2 separate regions of the Mus musculus genome follow, and region 1 is linked to region 2. Evidence: chromatin contacts called from public HiChIP or PLAC-seq data. All regions are on one chromosome and are shown on one strand. Each heading gives the region's core, a stretch centred on a gene start, on an enhancer-like site or on the middle of the called end of the contact. The rest is flanking DNA. Distances are from core to core; before and after follow the strand shown.

Region 1 (4,327 bases), core at 398-2,897, 320 kb before region 2:
ATGGCTCATCAGTTAAGAGCATTGGCTGTTCTTCCAGAGGACCTGGGTTCAATTCCCAGCACCCACATAGCAGCTTACAATTGTCTGTAATCCAGCTCGAAGTAATTTAACACCCTCATACAGACATACATGCTGGCAAAACACCATATAAAATAAAATAAAAGTAAGAATAAATAAATCATTAAAAATTAGTTTCTGGGCTGGAGATCACATCAGCAGTTAAAAGTGCCTGCCTCCAACCCAGCCTGAGGACCTGAGATCCCTGGGACCCACGTGGTAGGAGGAGAAAACAGATCCCCACAGCTTGCCTCCTGACCTCCACCCACCAAACCATTACATGTGTATGCATGCATGCCTAGACACTCTCTCTATAAATAAAATGCAAAAAGAAAGTTTCAAAGCATATTTGAATGGGCATTGTGTAAACCTGCTGTCTCTTTCCGTTCTGACTCCATCTCCATAACGCCCGTCTTAGGTTTGAATACATATGAGTAGGAAAACACACTGATGACCTCTACCTAAGGACATCTGGATCAACTGTTATTTTGTTTGGGTTTTGTGTGACATGTTTTTATAGTTTGCAGGCAGGTCTGTGTATAGTTATGCTATTCTTAGCTGTCCTAGGGCAGTAATGGCTACCAGGTGGTGGTTTACAAATGTGCTGGTTAGTTGTCAACTTGACACAAGCTTGAGTCTTCCAGGAAGAAGGAACCTCAATGGAGAGGATGCCTCCAACATCCTTGCTTGTGGGCAAGTCTGTGGGGCATTTTCTTGATTAATGATTGATGTGGGAGAGCCCAGCCTGCCGTGGGTGTGGCTGTGGGTGGGGCCACCCCTGGACATTTGATTGTGGATGCCATAAAAGACCAAGCTAAAGAAGCAATAGGGAACAAGCCAGTAAGTAGTATTCCTCCATGGCCTCTGCCTCCTGCCTTTATTTCCCTTCACGATGGATTGTACCCTATACGATTAAACAAGTGTTTTCCTCCCCAAATTGCTTTTGGTCAGTGTTTCATCACAGCAACAGAAAATACATTGAGACAGCCAGTAAATATTTAACATCAGGGTTGCCAATATTTGCCAGTTCCCATGGTGTAAATAGTTCTATTATGGGCTATTCCAGATTATCACTGTGATATCACTAATGGGAGTTAAGAAGGGTAGCACACGGTTATAGTAAAATATAGTGACATAATTAGGAACTGATAAGTTTGGGGTACTTATCTTTAAAAATGTATCTTTTGTTTCCTATCACTTAATTATGTTAATATAACTTATATAATATTATAATATGTATAAGTGTAATTTAAAATTTTCAAAAGGTAGTGTTTAATAACTGCCTCCTCAAACTTTTCATATTAAACATTTGGGTGGTATATTAGTTATTTATTGCTACAGCATAAATTACTCCATCATTTAGTGGAGTTGGGTACCAGTTAGGCTTATCTGAAGTTGGCTCGATATAGTGAAGGGGGCAAGTTCTTCCCCAAACTCACACAAGAGCTTGTTGGTAGGATCCTGTTCCTCAGGGGTCAATGACCTGAAGACCTCAGCTCCTCACTGGCTACTGGCTGGAGGCCCTGGGTTCCTCGTCAGGTGGGCTTTTTCATGGTGCAGCTCGTGACATAGCAGTTGGTTTCTGTCAGTGAAGAAATGAAAGAGGAAGCAGGGGAAGCAGGATGGGAGCTACAGTCTTTCTGTGCCCCAGTGTGAGAAGTGGCATTCCATCATTTCTGCTGATTCCTTTTAGTTTAGAGTCACTTAGAATTCATGGGCGCGGGGGTGGGGTGGAGTGGTGTGTGTGTGTGTGTGTGTGTGTGTGTGTGTGTGTGTAGGGGGCTGGCCCATAGGAGGAAGGGATTATAGAAGGGTGTAAACACCAGAGGGATGATATCATTGGAAGCCATTGTAGGGGCAGCCAGCTACTGAGGGGACTGGCTATTTTAATAAAGCTTAAATATGCCCTTTTTTGGGGGGTGTGAAGACAGAATTTCATACAGTCCAGAAAGGAGGTCCTTGAATTGGCCACGTAGCTGGGGGATGACTTTGAATTCCTTCCTGATCTTCCTGTGTCCATCTACTGAGTGAGAAGAGTTAGGTGTGTGCAACCATGCCTAGTTTACATGGTGCTAGAAATCAAATCCCGATCTTGTAGATGCTAAGCAAATTCTGCCAGATGACCGACAGCCCTAGGCCTTGAATATATGACTTTGGCTGCAATTTAGAAAATGTTTTGAGTATCTCAGTATAAACAGGCAAGGCATATGGAAACTTAATTTGCATATAGATGAAAGCTGCCTTCATCTGTCAACAGTGAATGTATTTAAGTGAAGCATGGTGGCACATTCCTGCAGAGCCACATTCCTGCAGACCCAGCACTTGGGAGGCTGAAGCAGGAGAATATCAAGTTCATGGCCAGCTTGGACGACATACTGAAGCTGTATCCAATATATATATGTGTGTGTGTGTGTGTGTGTGTGTGTGTGTGTGTGTGTGTATATATATATATATATATATATATATATATATATGTATATATATACACATATACACATATACATATATATACAATATAGAATATTATATATATGTATATATGTGTGTATATATATATATGTGTGTGTGTGTGTGTGTGTGTGTGTGTATGAGCGAGAGAAGGAGAGGGAGAGGAGAAAGGAGAGGGAGAGGGAGAGAGAGAGAAGCTGGGAAGACAGCTGACAGCTGATTGGGTAAAGGCACTTGCTGCCAAGCCTGATGGCCTAAATTCAATCTCCAGGACATACAAGGTGGCTGGGAGAAAAACCCAAAACAAACAAACCCAAAAACAATTCCCACAAGTTGCAAGTTGTCCTTTTATATCACACACACACACACACACACACACACACACACACACACACACACACACTAAAAAATAAAAGAGAGGCACACTCTGAAGGAAATAAGGAATAGGTTTAAACTTGTGAGACCTCAGTCAGAGAAGTACAAGTCACATAAACATATGAGAGAAACAGTTTAAAGACGGCAGCAGTAAAGACCGCAGAAGTGACAGTGTGGAGCTGGTCGTATTATGTCTGTAGCTCAGAGCAATTGTAATTAGCTCCTGCAGAAGAAAATTGGAATTGCCTTGGAATCTTACGGCTCAGATATAAAAAGATGCTAAGTGAAGCCATTCCCAGAATTTAACAATAATTATAAATATTTACATAATGTTACTACTAATGGTTTGTGCAATGGAAACTTTCTTAAGTTATCTCTATCTATCTATCTATCTATCTATCTATCTATCTATCTATCTATCTATCTATGTTTTTCAAGATAAGGTTTCTCTGTGTAGCCCTGGCTGTCCCAGAACTCTCTGTAGATCAGGCTAGACTTGAACTCAGAAACTCGCTTGCCTCTGCCTCCCAAATGCTGGGATTAAAGGCTGAATTACCTTGCTGCTCCCTATTCTTAAGAATGGTATTTCCCCCATCTACTTGGGAGGCTGAGCTAGGAAAAGGGTGAGTTAGATATCAGGGTGAGCACCACAGCAAAACTCCTGGCTCCACAAAAGGTATGCAAAGCCGTCATATGAAAATGTGATTTAAAAAAAAAGTTTGTTACCAACAAAATTTGACTTAAAAAACCAAATTGTATATGTGTGTGTGTGTGTGTGTGTGTGTGTGTGTGTGTGTGTGTGATGGTCAGAGGACGATTTATAGAGCTGGTTTTCTCCTGCCATGTGGACTCTGAGGCAAGCTTGGGTTTGGCAGGCTTGATGGAAGGCAAGCGCCTTTACCTACTGAGTCATGCTGCTGGTCCCCAAACTTGATATACATTTTCATTCTAAGCTGATACATATTTTCCTCCCTCCCTCCCTTCCTTCCTTCCTTCTTTCTTTCTTTCTTTCTTTCTTTCTTTCTTTCTTTCTTTCTTTCTTTCTTTCTTTCTTTCTTTCTTTCTTTCAAGATTTATTTATTATATATAAGTTCACTGTAGCTGTCTTCAGACACACCAGAAGAGGGCGGCAGATCTCATTACAGACGGTTGTGAATGTGAGCCGCCATGTTGTTGCTGGGATTTGAACTCAGGACGGTTGGAAGAGCAGTTGGTGCTCTTAACCCCCCCCCAGCCATCTCTCTAGCCCCGATACATATTTTCATTACTTAATTTGATACTTCTTTTCCTTTTCTCCCTTCTACTTTTCTTTCCTTTCCTCCCCTCCTCTCCCCTTCCTTCTTCTTCCCTTCCCTGGCCTTGATCTTCAGAGCTGCCAAAATTAAATACATAAACAAATCATCTAGAACTCCCAGTACTTAAATTATGATCTACTTAAGCATTCAAG
Region 2 (4,308 bases), core at 1,785-4,284:
TGATCATGTGGTGGTTCTTTTTTTTAGGTACCAGCTTGACTGGGCTAAAGAATACCTGGCTGGCTGGTGTAGCATTATCTCTGGGCGTGCCCAGGAGAAACTGGTACAGGAGTTAAGGACAAGAGTGGGATGGGCGGGCCCAGAATGTGGGTGGGTCATCAAATCTGCTGTACTCCTCACCACAGAGCTTAAAGGCAGAGGAAAAACAAGTATGTATTCTCTATCTCCGAGCTGGGACTCTTCCCATTCAGCCTTTAAGCTCAGAATTCCAAAGTCTTTTGCCTTTAGACTCTGGACTCAATGCCTACCCCCGCTTTACTCTAGTCGTCAGGCCTTTGGCCCTGTACTGAGGTCTGTATCACACGGTTCCCTGCTTATGAGATCTTCAGACTTGGGTCGAGCAAACTACTGGCATTGCTAGGACTCCAGGTTCCAGACAACCTATCATGGGACTCCTCGAGCTCCCGGGCTATGGGACCTAGTCCTCATAGTGAGCTCCTCTTGTCTGTCCCTCATCCACCCACCTACCCACCCACCCAACCTCTTGACTCCATCTCTCACAAGAGCCCTGACTAAAACAGCCACTTTCCCACAAGTCATGAATTTGTATTCTGTAGCCTAAGCCATGGTAGTCATGCGCATAGAGATCTCATGTCTGGCAACCAGCTGGGAGAGCAACCCCTATCCTACTCCAAATGGATACAAGTCAACTGCTCCTCCTCATGGATGCCCGGTGCAAGGGCCTGTCATATATCAGTTTCCCGAGCGATTAGATAGAGATAATGAAATAAAGATGTTGCAAACATAAAACACCCTCTCTGCATCTATTGTGGCATCTATCCTGCACCGTACCGGGATGACAAAGAGGAAACGTGGCCTCTGATGTCAGGATGCTCTTGTAACAAGAGGAACAACAGGCCCTTGTCCTTATAACATGGTGAGAGGTCTGTTAGAGTGGGAGAGAGGCTCATCCCAGTGCAGCCGAGTTGGCTGAAGGGCAGAACGACCCTCAAAGACCAGAGATCTTCCAAGTAAGAGATGAAATGAGCCACACCCACAGCTGTCTAGAATAGGTTGAGAGAAGATGATTACTCCGTGTTTTGGAACCTTACCAGCTGGTTGTTAAGTGTAGCCATTGTTAAAAATTAAATTGTATAAAAATTAATTTATAATTAAGTGGAGAAATAGAGATAATAAATATTAAAATACCCTAATTATTTTCTTGCATTTTTACCATTATCTCTGCTCTGGGGGAGATCTTTTTAGGTTTGTTGCACCTGGTGGAAATATTATCTAATGATAGCTACTGTATATCTCTCTCAAGTCCACAGAAAGGTAGGACAGCTTGAGGCAGAAGATGACAGGTCACGGTGAGAGTGTTTTCACTGGTGAAACCAGGAAATACAAAGGACCAGAGATTGATTAATGCCTGCACAGAAGGTCACTGTGCTAGTACTGCTCTTCTTTACCCTGACAAAGTACCTGTCAAAAGCAAGAGAAGGAAGGAAGGGTGTGTCTTTTGCTCACAGTTTGCGGTGATAAACTCCAGTATGGTTGGGAAAGCATGGTACTGAGAGCAGCCGTGACTGGAGACAGAAGCATGAGGCAGACAATCACAGTGTCCATAGTCAGGAGAGAGACAAACACTGGTGCTGTTGGGTTCCTCCTTTGATTCAGTCTGGAAGCCCAACCCATGGGACAGTGCCACCATATTTGTGATGGGGCTTCCTGCCTCACTGAGTTTCCTAGGCAGATCGAAACCCAAATCAAGTTGGCAATGAAGATCCACCATCACAACCACTTTCCAGCAGAGAGGGGCCAGCTTGCACGGGGGACCTTAAGATGTGCAGGAAGCTGAGAACTTAAGGCAGCAACAACAGGCTAGGTGAGGTCCAGAAGGCCCTTTGGGAGCCTTTTGAGAAACTGGAAGCTTGTGGTTTCGAAGGGAGAGAAGTGATTCCCTTCACAGACATGTGGGAGGCGTGTTGGGGTGGGGTCATTTAGTCAGAGAGTAACTGAGCTGGTAGCGGGAACTAAGGGTGACAGTGAGGTTAGATGCACTTAGTGAGCATGCAGGAGACAAGTCCTGTGAGAGAGGAGGACTTGGTTGTTGACATGTGGAGTTGCTGTGTCTGATCTGGGAGACCTTTGGTTGACAATATCCTACAGCTAGCTACTTAGGCAGCTTTGGGAGATATCTAGGCTGCACCTCTGAACCGGACACCAGGTTTTCAGATGGCAGTGAAATCTTTCGAGGCATAATGTTATTTAGGATGGTGTGGAGAGTGGGCAAACAGACAGGCAGAGCATAGAGGAGCCATGGTACAGGTGTATACAGAGTGTAGTAAAAAGCAAAGAGGAGGGAGCTTCCAGAAGCAGCAAAGAAAGAAGGAGTTGTTTGGTTGGTTTTGGTTTCAGTTTTGGTGTAAGTGGTATGGAGTGTGTGAGTGTGCGGTGTGATTTGTGTGTGGTATGGTATGTGTATTATATATACTTATTAGTGTGTGGGTACACTTGTGCATGTAGGTGCACATACACACATGGGCAAAAGGAGGTCCAAAGTCTGTTCCAGATGTCTTTCCTTGATTTCTCTCTGCCTCTTGTTTCCTTGTGTCTTATCTGTCTCTCCACTGAACTCTCAATGTCAAGAAGGCCTGGAGCATGCATATCTTGGAAACCATTCTTTCTCTATCTACTAGCACAAGGTTCAAGGTTTAGCACAGGGTCTCTCACAGAACCTAAAGCCTTTCAATTTAGCTAGCCTGGCTGGCCAATGATCTTCAAGCACCCACCTTGAAGTCTCTGCCCTCTCTCCTCAGTGCCGGCATTATAGGATTATTTTGTTTTGAAAACTGCTAAAACTATTTCTGAAATTGATTTGGAGTAATAAAAAGAAGCAGGAGGAAGAAGTACAAGGAACAAATAAATGTCAATGAGACAGCGCAACACGCTGAAGACGATCCCCACAGCACATTGCTAGGAAAAGAGGAAGCCCAGGCTGGAGTGATGACTCAGGAGTTAAAAACACTGACTGCTCTTGTAGATAACCTAAGTTCAGTTCTTGGTACCCATGACAACTGCCTGCTCTCCAGTTATGGGAGAAGTGATGTCCTCTTTTGGTCTCCTAAGTGTGTACACACACACACATACACATGCACACATACATGTACACGTATGCACACACACATATCCACACAGACACACTCACAGGGATGAAAATAGATTTCCTCATATATATTAAGAAGAATGATTGAATTCCACTAATAAAAGGTCGCTTTTGGTTTTGTTTGTAATAAAAGAAGTAATTAAGCAACCAGTGGGAAAATACTGAAACTTTACACAGTTGAGATGCTAACTAGAGGGAGCAGAAGAGGATATGAGAAAGGCACAGAGAGCTGGAGGAAGAAGTGAGAGGGTTTTGTATGAGAAGCATTGAAAAACAGTAACACTGAGCCTTGTGCTAGGAGATTAAAGGATGGTTTCCAAGATGTACATGGTCCAGACACTCTTGACATTGAGAGTTCAGTGGGCAAACAGATAAGACACAGGAAACGAACAAAGTAATTGAAAAGGATGATTAAAATATACAAAGGAATAAAAAATAAGAAGAATGGTGGTGGAAAGTGGCTTTTCTGGAGACACTTAGGCAAGACCAGAGAGATGATGGGTTCTGCTGGCCAAGAAGCAGGAAGAGGGTAGACAATGGGATGCTTCTGAGAGCCTATCAGAAAGCAAGGAACAGGGGTGGTGGGACCAGTGTGGGACCCACAGATATCCAGGGAGGCTGGCAGTGAGCTGGGCAGGGCCCTGGAGGTTTTGACAAAGATGTGGGACTTTATTCTGGTGCAGTGAGAAGCCATGACTTGCACTGAACCTGACTTGCACTGGAAAAAATTTCTTCTGACCACAGTGTTGAGAAAGAGTTGGAAGGATAGAGAGGGCCAGGGAGAATGGGGGTAGCTTATAGTAATTATAAGGTATGGGACTAGCTCCAGTGAAGGTAGTAACCATGGAGATGATGAGGGGGCAAGGTAATACTGTAGAGGTACAACCTACAGAACTGTTGATGGAAGGAGAGGGAATACAGAATGATCCCCAAGTCTCTGCAAACTCATGTGTTTATGGGACCATAGGAAATCTGTAGAAATTGTTTCATTGTCTAAGTTGCATGAGGCAGGCCAGGATTCCTGCTGTAGAGAGCAGGGGGACCTCAGAGATTCTAAGATTGAATGCTGTGTTAGGCACATTGTTCTAGGTTATGTGCAGGCTGGAACAGTGAGTCTAGTGAATGAAGACCTGGTAAAGGAG

The links. HiChIP or PLAC-seq counts read pairs in DNA pulled down with a chosen protein or histone mark.
Region 1: an H3K27ac HiChIP or PLAC-seq map of microglia shows a contact between it and region 2, with 7 times the contacts expected there. The contact joins two enhancer-like sites.

What each region holds. Positions count from the first base shown.
Region 1 is chr6:39,220,006-39,224,332 of GRCm38.p6, reverse strand. No RefSeq gene overlaps it. Among named protein-coding and RNA genes, the nearest start is that of Gm38794, 5.4 kb to the left of the region's middle. Within about 2 kb of position 1,647, at least 19 of the 459 cell types and tissues checked have an H3K27ac peak or open chromatin away from gene starts, as enhancers often do. A contact at or near this core is called in microglia, where this site is marked.
Region 2 is chr6:38,899,032-38,903,339 of GRCm38.p6, reverse strand. It overlaps a transcript of Tbxas1 not described here. Among named protein-coding and RNA genes, the nearest start is that of Tbxas1, 18 kb to the left of the region's middle. Within about 2 kb of position 3,034, at least 81 of the 459 cell types and tissues checked have an H3K27ac peak or open chromatin away from gene starts, as enhancers often do. A contact at or near this core is called in microglia, where this site is marked.